2 separate regions of the Mus musculus genome follow, and region 2 is linked to region 1. The links are chromatin contacts, called in public promoter capture Hi-C maps. All regions are on one chromosome and are shown on one strand. Each heading gives the region's core, a stretch centred on a gene start, on an enhancer-like site or on the middle of the called end of the contact. The rest is flanking DNA. Distances are from core to core; before and after follow the strand shown.

Region 1 (4,471 bases), core at 538-3,037:
CATTTCCGTCTGTAAGATGTATTAAACAACCTTTTGTAGTCCATTTCTTACAAGGTTAGATCATTGTTTAACCTCCACGATCAGAGACAGATAACTAGAACTGAGGCAAAAAGCAATAATTAGATGTGTTCATCATCGGCCCCCCTTCTAAAATCACTTTTTCAGGATGAAATCTTAGTCTAGTATTGAAAGAAATATCTCCGTGATTTTTCTTCTTAAAATTTGCTGTCTATACCTGGCCACTTTTTAATCCTAAAAACCAAAAGCTATTTTCGTAATTTGAATATACCTCAGGATCTAGGAACACCAAGAAAGTTTTCTCTGTTATGATTTCACCAGGAAAAAAAAAAAAAAAAAAAAAACTACTACTGTGTAGTTGTTTTGTTGTCTTTGTAAATTAGCCCACTTGTGAGCCTACCATAATGGAAATGGTTGTGGTCAACTGCAGGATTTGTAGCATTAGTTTGGAATGCTTGGAAAGTTTACACTAACTAAACAAATAGCCTCCGATTTTAGATTTGAAAGTAGGTTTAGGAGAGACTATAGCTGCCCGTAAATGAAAATGTAGTTCTATTGAAAGTGAGGCAGAGGGAGAGTATTAGATGGACCATAGGTGTGCCCACTATAATCAAAGTCATTTTAGCAGTTCTCTCTCACTTTGCGAGAAAGACATGCTTCAATTAACAGCTTCTAGAATGCCTTTCCATACACTGGACCGATCTGTGAATGAGAGTCCGTGGATAGGAAGGAAGGAGAGTCAGAGTTCAGTATCCAACCCCGAAAGAATCAAGAAAAAAGTATGGCCGGTGCTACTCACGGCTCTGCCTGGAGACTCCGGTCCTCCGCCACGTAATTGGAAGGAATGTAGCCCTGTAGCTGCTGACCTAAGCCGGTTCCCTTCTTCTCCAAATGTCTGGCCAACCACCAGCCCTCATGCGAAGTGTCCAAGACTTGGAGTTTGTCGCCGGCACGGAAGCTCAGGTCCTCTGCAGTACGTGCTTGGTAATCAAACAGAGCCACAAAATACTGGCCATGGCTTCTCTCGGGCTCTTGTGACCTGGGAGCCTCTGGGGGACAGAAGGCCCCTGGATTCTCAATTACTACTGACTTGTCTGCCTCTTGAGACCAGCACGGGAGAAAAGGCTGCAGGTATGCCCAGAGTCTCACACAGACGCTGCCCATGGTGTTGTTCTAGCTTAGTAGTTGTAGGAGAGGATAGTCCTCTCCCCACAAGCTGTACAGAGCCACGGTCCTCCACCAGGCAGCTTCCAAATCAGCTGCAACTCACCATACCTCCCGCTTCGGATCTCTCCTCTCTCCGGCAGATCTGGGCTTGGCCAAGACACTCACAGCTGGCTTTCTGTTTGTAGCTGCTGCCCTGAGGCAAAACCAAGAGAGGACTGAGCTGGAGGTCCAGTGGGAAGGTGCTTCTTCCTGACTGCCTGGGCACCGAACAATAAGTAAAATAAAAAGGGTTTTATTTAGAGGGACATTTGAGAACAAAGAACAGCCACCTCTCCCTCTGTCCCCGGAAAAAGTTAGAGAGAGACTAACTCCAGGAACAAGCTCCCAGCCCGGCCTGCTCCAGCTGCTCTCACCCTGCTTCAAGCCTGCAGCTGAGAGAGTTCTGCTCTCTCCGGAGCTTTCCTTCTTGCTAATGAATAACCAGGCCGTGGAGGTTATCGCCTTTAACATCCTGAGCTGTACAGACTGTAATAATTCCTCCTAACTTCCTGGTTTCTTTTTGTCTGATCTAAAAGGAACTCCCAGGTCAGCTTTCCCGCTCCCTCCTCCCACACCCAGGATAGACCAGCCCCCTTACCAAGAAGCCAGATTCTTAAAGCAGCCAAAACCCAGAGAAACAGGCTAGCCCAGATGGCTATCTGTCTTGCTATATTCCCTACACAGAATGCAAGGCAGAGATTTATTTCCTCACAAATATGAGTAGGATTGTTTTGATACTGGTAGAGAAAATTTTAAAAGGAGAAAACTGGGTGTTTAGGTAGGATCTGCCAGACATGTGGCAATTGAAAAAGAGCCTTTGAGTCCCTACCATTTTTTTTTTTAATCACTAGGAATAGATTTTAATAGCCTCAGAAGTTTCTGGTGAAAAAAAAAAGAGTAGCAAAGCAGCTGGGCAAAATGCTGAGAACCCGAAAGGCTGCTTTTTCCCACAGAGACATCTCATTCCTGACCCCTTACATCGCTATTTCTGTAGCACGTGTACCCAAGCACACACAGGAGAAACAGGTGGCAGGCTGATAAGAGCATTTGTAGAGATGCTGTCTCTTCAAGTTGGACTTCAGGTCCATAGTCATGCTGACTCCGTGGGGTTGTGGTGAGACCTCAGAACAACTCAGGCTCAGGTTAAGATAGACATTCTGGGACTGCAGCACTGAGGGCCAGCAGAAAAAAATGGAAACAGGCAACCTCGGGAGGGGACCATTTCTTAAGGGAAATAAGGTTGCAAATGACAAAGCAGGCCGCAATGTTCTTTGTCTTCCACATATATGTACACCCATACATAGACACATATCCATCACACATGGCTCACACACACACACACACACACACACACACACACATAAAGCCAAATTCTGAGACATATTTTGTTTTATTTTAATACCATGAGACCTAAAACAGACTGCACGTGTAATTCCTTATTTTACACAGAAATGAAAATAGTGATCATGATACCAATGAATCATAACAAATATTCTGTACCAAACACCATGAACTGTGAAAGTGTGGTATCTTCTTGATTTCTTTAAACATGGCTTACAGATGCTGTGGTCTTTCCTGGGACATCTACATGATGTAGAAACAGAAAGAATGAGAAGGTCTACTAAGCACAGGTGGACCCAAACTCAACTTTAAGTGGATTTAAGACTCCAAACCCTTTGCTATTCTAAATTTTTGTTTGTTTGTTTGTTTTTGGTTTTGGTTTTTGGTTTTTTCGAGACAGGGTTTTTCTGTATAGCCCTGGCTGTCCTGGAACTCACTTTGTAGACCAGCCTGGCCTCGAACTCAAAATCTGCCTGCCTCCTGCCTCCCGAATGCTGGGATTAAAGGTGTGCCCCACCACACCCAGCCTTGCTACCCTAAATTTAAATATACCTTCACTGTGACTAGGTCAAAACATTGTGGGAAATGACAGTGACAAACAGCCCATCCCATCCCCTGAGGAGGTGAAGAGACTTAAATAGCACCAACAACCCAAGGATGTCAGGAAAGCAGTGGCCTGGGAACCTGACCCAGTGTGAGAAGATTTTTTCACGTCGGTGACAGTGGAACTCTCCTGGGCACCCAAGCTTGATGCCTGACAGGTGTCTTTGACACCTTCTCTGGCTGCTTTCAGCAAGTCAGTCACCTATGTCTGCTCAGCCTTCTTTTCATTTATTCCACACAAAAAAACAAAACAAAGAAACAAACACACAAACTCCATCTGAATGACAACTGGTCACTGAACAGGAAATAGAAAATTCCACAGTCTTCAATGGCCTCTCTTACTCCCGGTCATTCATCTCCGGCTTGCCTGAATCCTGAGGTGAATGGCCAGGGACTGGCAAGAGCACAGCAGCCATATGTATCGGCATTCAAGGGTTTTCTGTGTTCCCAGAACCACACTAGGAATGTTGTAAATGATTCAGTATTTAAAGAACAAGGTCTATGAAGGAGCTATGTAATTCTGTTTTGTTTTGAGAAAAAAACTGAGGCTGAGACAGGTTAGGTGACTTGCCCAAGCGGCCAGAGCCACCAGTCAGTTGAACCATGAGTAGTGAATACCCTGCAGACCCGGAAAATATAAATCCTTGGTTTTGTCAACTCAATAAACAAATAGGTAGAGAGAGAGAGAGAGAGAGAGAGAGAGAGAGAGAGAGAGGTAGATAGATAGACCTAATGCATCGTGAAGGCTAAACTCTCCAGCAGCCTTCAGCGTATTTGGAATGAAAACTAAACTCAAAACAAACAAAGCCCCATAACTCCCCCAATGTCATGGTCTTTCACTCCTGTTATCAATTCCCAAATCTGCTTGCTACCAATAGCTCCTGAAAACAGAGTCCACATTCCCTACTATGACACAGCCTTCCTCCGCTCACCCCTCCCCCCCATGACTTATTTCCTTGTCATTTTTCCACATTGGCTTGAGTGGCATCTTCTCTAACATAATAGGTTAGTACTTTGTGCCCTGCTGATGTCTGACACCAACTTTTACTTGGCTTCTCAGTGAGCCCCTCTTGGTTCCCTTAGTATTTGCTTTCTCAGACTAAAACCCTGTTTTCTGAACCTTTGATGCTTCTCAGAATGTCTCCAATGTAAGTAGTAGAATATTTGTGAATGACTTAGTTCACAAGAATGGAAAGTGAGAGATGCATATGGAGAGGGGGAAAGGGCAGAGAGGGTGAGGACAAAAAGGAAAGGAGGAGAAGTATAGGAGGTGGGAAATGGGTTTAATGGGTTTGAGGTGAAA
Region 2 (4,471 bases), core at 1,243-3,742, 140 kb before region 1:
AGTATGGCAAATGAAAGTAGATAAAAATATATTAAACCCAAACCCAATTTTATAATTTTCATAAGGTAAATAGGCCCCTAAAAACTGAAAGTATCAAAAGCTGAAGATACAAGACATCCTTCTCTCGTGTCCTGAGAGAAGACTCATAGGTTGAAAACCCTTGGTAGGATTTTTGGAGAAAGGTCTTTCAAATTCAAATCAGCTTGAAACTTATATATGATCACATGTTGGGTGCTGGGAGTATGGAAAGAGGTCGAGGGGGAGAATGCCCACGTCTGGCCAGAGCTCCTGTGCTCTGGGCAGGCAGATGTGGGAGGGCTGTGAGACGCTTTCCATTTGGCCCTGGGGTGGGCATCTAAGCCACTGACTCCACTCGGTGGGGGGTGGACAAGGGGAAGCTCCTGATATCAGGGGCTCCGGGGTGACACCCTTGGCCCTAGGGGATACAGGAGAGAGGGCAGAGGGAGAGAGGTTCCCACGCAGGCGAGAGTCCTTAGTCCAGGCCTTGACTGGAGCACAGGAAGGCCTTCCATCTGGAGATTAGAAACAGCTCATTAGGAAGAAGCCTATCGCATTGTCCAAGCACAGTGGGCTTTGATGAACAGAGACAATCTATGGTTTTAGAGCTTTATTGTAGAAAGGCAGGAGGAAAGAAAGAAGGAAAGAAAGAGAGGCCAGCCATGACCAAGAGGAGGGATGGGAGAAAGAGAGAGAGAAAGAGGAAAGGCTAGAGCGTAAGAGGGGGAGAAAGAGAGAGAGAAAGAGGAAAGGCTAGAGCGTAAGAGGGAGAGAGAGAGAGTAAGAGAGTGAGAGGATAGAGTGAGGAGAGAGAGTAAGACAGAATGAGGAGAGCATGAGGAGAGAGTGAGGTGGGGTCAAACAGCCCCTCTTATGGTGGGCTGTTATTTTATTGTTGCTAAGTAAGTGGGAGGAGTCTAGCCTGAAGGTCAGAAGCTTGGGACATTGTCTACATGACTACTAGGCACATGCTTCTCTTGTGAAAGCTGTGGGGGTGGTAACTTCGACAGGAGCCAGGGTTCCAGGAGACATGAGGGTACACCTACCGTCCCATGTAGGTGAATTATCACCATTGGGTTTCTCCAGGATTCAGACCTCAGCTCGACTGGAGACCAGCCTGTCTGTGAATAGCCCATTGCCCCACAGTCACAGTTATTTTTCTATGTTAAAGTTAGTATCCTTGGCTTCCTACACAACTTTATTTAAAATCTGGCCTTGTCACCCTCTTCCATCTCAGACCAACGCTATCTCTGATTTTCAGTGTGACTCCTGAGCCCCTAGAATGCATATCTGGATAATAGCCCTCACCACACTGTACTCATACACATTCCCTATAACTAGCCATCCTGAAGGACTCAACCTGGGCTTGAGTGGTTTTTTGGTTCATTTGTTTGCTTGCTTGCTTGATTGATTGATTGATTGATTGATCGATTGATTGGTGTTTTTGGAGTTGAACTTGCTGGATTTGCAGTTTATATACCAACCATGAGTTGCTACCCTTGGGCATATTAGTTAGCCACTTTTAACTTTTGTTTTTTAATCTGAAAAATGAGCTTTTGTCTAGGTTAAAGACTTGTTTTGATAATCAAGAGAGACAAATGCATGGAGCTGCACGTGGCACAGGATTCTGCACGCTACACATGATCTGATGAAAGTCCAGTCTTTTCAGGTGTGATGATACAAGCGTTGTATCCTGAAGACAACTGGAGAGGCGAAGATAGGCTGATCTCTGTGAATTTAAAACCAGGCTGGTCTACATAGCAAGTTCTAGTACCAACCAGGGTTATATAGGGTGCTTTACCCATAGAACTCATTCATCTCTGTATCTCAACCTTCAAGAGAGATTTACTACTCACTTTAAGATTAAATTAATTTGCTTTACTTAACCACACATTGACCAAATTACAAAAGGAAACACTATATAGCAAGGGAATAACTGTGAAGAATTAGCTGCCCATACAGCACCCATTAAGTGGTATTTCGAGTTAGCTATACTTAATAACATGTACATAGATCCAAATATTTTAAGACCTTCATAAAATATTCAAGGCATTTTCTTCATGAAATTCTCATTGCAATTCGTAAATACTAACAATATTTCTAAGAGCAGGAAAAACTGATTATAAAATTAAATTATTTGATTTGGCAAAATACTGTCAACAAATTACTGCCTGAGACTGAAATAGATACAATAAAACTGAGATTTCAAGAGAGGAGACCTAGTTCTTCCAAGACAACTCTGCTAGTATCTCTACTCATCTATACTTTTTTCCTTCTTCCTCATTGCTTTTCTCCTCATCATCTCAGATCTCAGTTGGACCATTCAGCAAAACAGAAAGGATGAAGAAAGAGAAAAGGGGACAGCACCATGTGGTTTGAAACCTGGGAAATCCCTGAATTCCTCAGGGAAGACCAACCCTTTCTCTTCCTGCTATAGTCTTGGTTCCCCTGCTATCACTCAGTGTGACTCAGCATTCAGAAGTTCCATATAAGGGAAACGGAATGTTCTCTCAAGGGCACTTTAGCCAGAAACACTCTGGAAATCTAAGGTTTCCGTGGTCTGATTCACATTTTCTCCCAAAACAATACCAACAAGAAAGTTGATGCTGCACAAACATTTCCCGGCATTTAACCAAATAGAGCTTCTCTTGTGTAAACTCTTTTCCCTATGAGGCCTTTCTTTTGAGAATGTAACAAGGCAACGCCAGAAATGGAAGAGAAAAGGTAATTGTATCATTCCTGCAGAAGTGCATGGATTTTGATTATCATTAGAAATCTATGTATTATTATATAGTAGGCTGAAAATACTAATTCTTCTTTACTCAATACATTAATCTATAATTGTAGTATTGAGTATGTAATACAATACAGATTAACTGGTTTTTTGGCCTCCTAAAAATACCACTGTGACTTAGATGTGCTAAAGGTATCAGCACAAAATCAATACTTTACATATAAATATTTAAATTTTGTGCAGAAAATGCATTAAGTATTTAGTGGGAGAAAATAAAATTATTCTAAAATTTCAAATTATGTAGAGTTAATACCACAAGCAACATATTATTTTCTCCTGTTTCCTGATCTAAACATTCTAACGCACAATGGGAAAAATTATACAATTTACATTAGCATAATAATTTAATAATAATTTGAGTCACCTATTATTAAAGAACATAAATTGTAAATTATTGGTTTATGCTAGTGTTTAAAATATTTTCCTTTTTGTATTAATAGTAATCCCAATGCCTGGAGTTTTCCATATTAATTTCACAGAGATCTATTTATAATTGCTGGCTAAATGAATAAATAAGTAAGCGAAGGTATATAAAAAGTATTTCAATTCATTTGAAATATAATTAGACATGTGGGAATCTATTCAGGATGCATCGTGAAATACACATAAAAACTTCTATAAAGGTGATGTGCTATAAGCTCTGTTTTGGTGAGGAGTACTCAAGTCTATTTTAATAACAAACATCTACAAGAATTGAAATGTGTATTTTTTTATTTCTCTAAAATTTGGATACATTAGAGAGATCATAACATCCAATTCTTCATTGAAGTTTTGAGAACTTAATAATGGAAGAACTTCCCTCACTAATATTTGACACAACTGAATGTGATATGAGAATTTTTACATTGGTTTTCCTCTTCTTAGCTTTTTCTTTCTGATCCCAACCTTCAGCAGCAAGCTGGGCCCCCATCTGCTGGTCACATTGAGAACTAATAAACAGCTTGTCCTACTTCTTCGATTTTTGCAGTTTCTTGTTGCTTGTTCTCACTTGCCTAACATTGCACAACTTGCATGCTTTGTGATTTTAATGCACAAAGACAAAATAAAACCATTAGCGTTTGCACTTCTCTACATTGAATACTGTGAATTTCTCTAAAATACAAGGGGAGAAAAAGATAGCACAACACATTATATTCATCTGATCTTTTTGTGAAGATATGCAATCCTGCAAGGAGGTAGAGTCCATGGAGCAGTTTCATTTGAAGGAAAATTTCTCCCACATGGCTATAGATCCTTTGCTTTTTTTTTTATTTTTGCTTCTGAGTTTCTAACAAAAGGTAAGATAACCTGAGAGTCATGGTCTCAAGGGTTCCTCTCATTTTGAAAGTTCTGTAACACTGTAAAATTAAGTTGAAGATAATCCCCAAGAAATATTTTATTACAAAACCTGTTTTGTCTAATTCAGGTCCTGAAACTCTAAGCTCTAACTACATATATTCAATAGTCAAATAAAAAACTTTCTGTATTATTCTTAACCAGTCTACATCAGTTAAAGGAAGGAACATTTTTGGAGCGATGTTGATTATATTCTTAAGATAGTCTCAACATCCTCTGTTTTTACTCTTTTTCTTTTTCTCTTTGCTTATAATTTTATTCTTTGGATAGTCTAAGTCTTCCCCCCTGAGATATTAAATCGCAAATCTCCCATCACCTCCTTGA

The links. Promoter capture Hi-C pulls out the DNA fragments that hold promoters and counts their contacts.
Region 2: a contact with region 1 is called in a promoter capture Hi-C map of the SN4741 cell line, with 2.8 times the contacts expected there. The contact joins the enhancer-like site here to the promoter of Frk in region 1. A contact is called at or near these places in 10 of 39 promoter capture datasets (the 3T3-L1 cell line, 3T3-L1-derived adipocytes, the SN4741 cell line and 4 more), 6 of 484 Hi-C or Micro-C datasets (the AML12 cell line, the C2C12 cell line, the MC3T3-E1 cell line and 3 more), 2 of 115 datasets of contacts at active chromatin or transcription factors (intestinal crypt epithelium and intestinal villus epithelium) and 2 of 9 other capture datasets (adipose tissue and pancreatic islet).

What each region holds. Positions count from the first base shown.
Region 1 is chr10:34,480,716-34,485,186 of GRCm38.p6, reverse strand. It overlaps Frk (fyn-related kinase), which reads right to left and starts at 1,787. Exons shown (of 9, transcript NM_010237.3): 1 at 1,599-1,787; 2 at 818-1,442. The coding sequence starts at 1,182.
Region 2 is chr10:34,616,667-34,621,137 of GRCm38.p6, reverse strand. No RefSeq gene overlaps it. Among named protein-coding and RNA genes, the nearest start is that of Frk, 140 kb to the right of the region's middle. Within about 2 kb of position 2,492, at least 34 of the 459 cell types and tissues checked have an H3K27ac peak or open chromatin away from gene starts, as enhancers often do. A contact at or near this core is called in the C2C12 cell line, the SN4741 cell line, adipose-derived mesenchymal stem cells and 1 more, where this site is marked.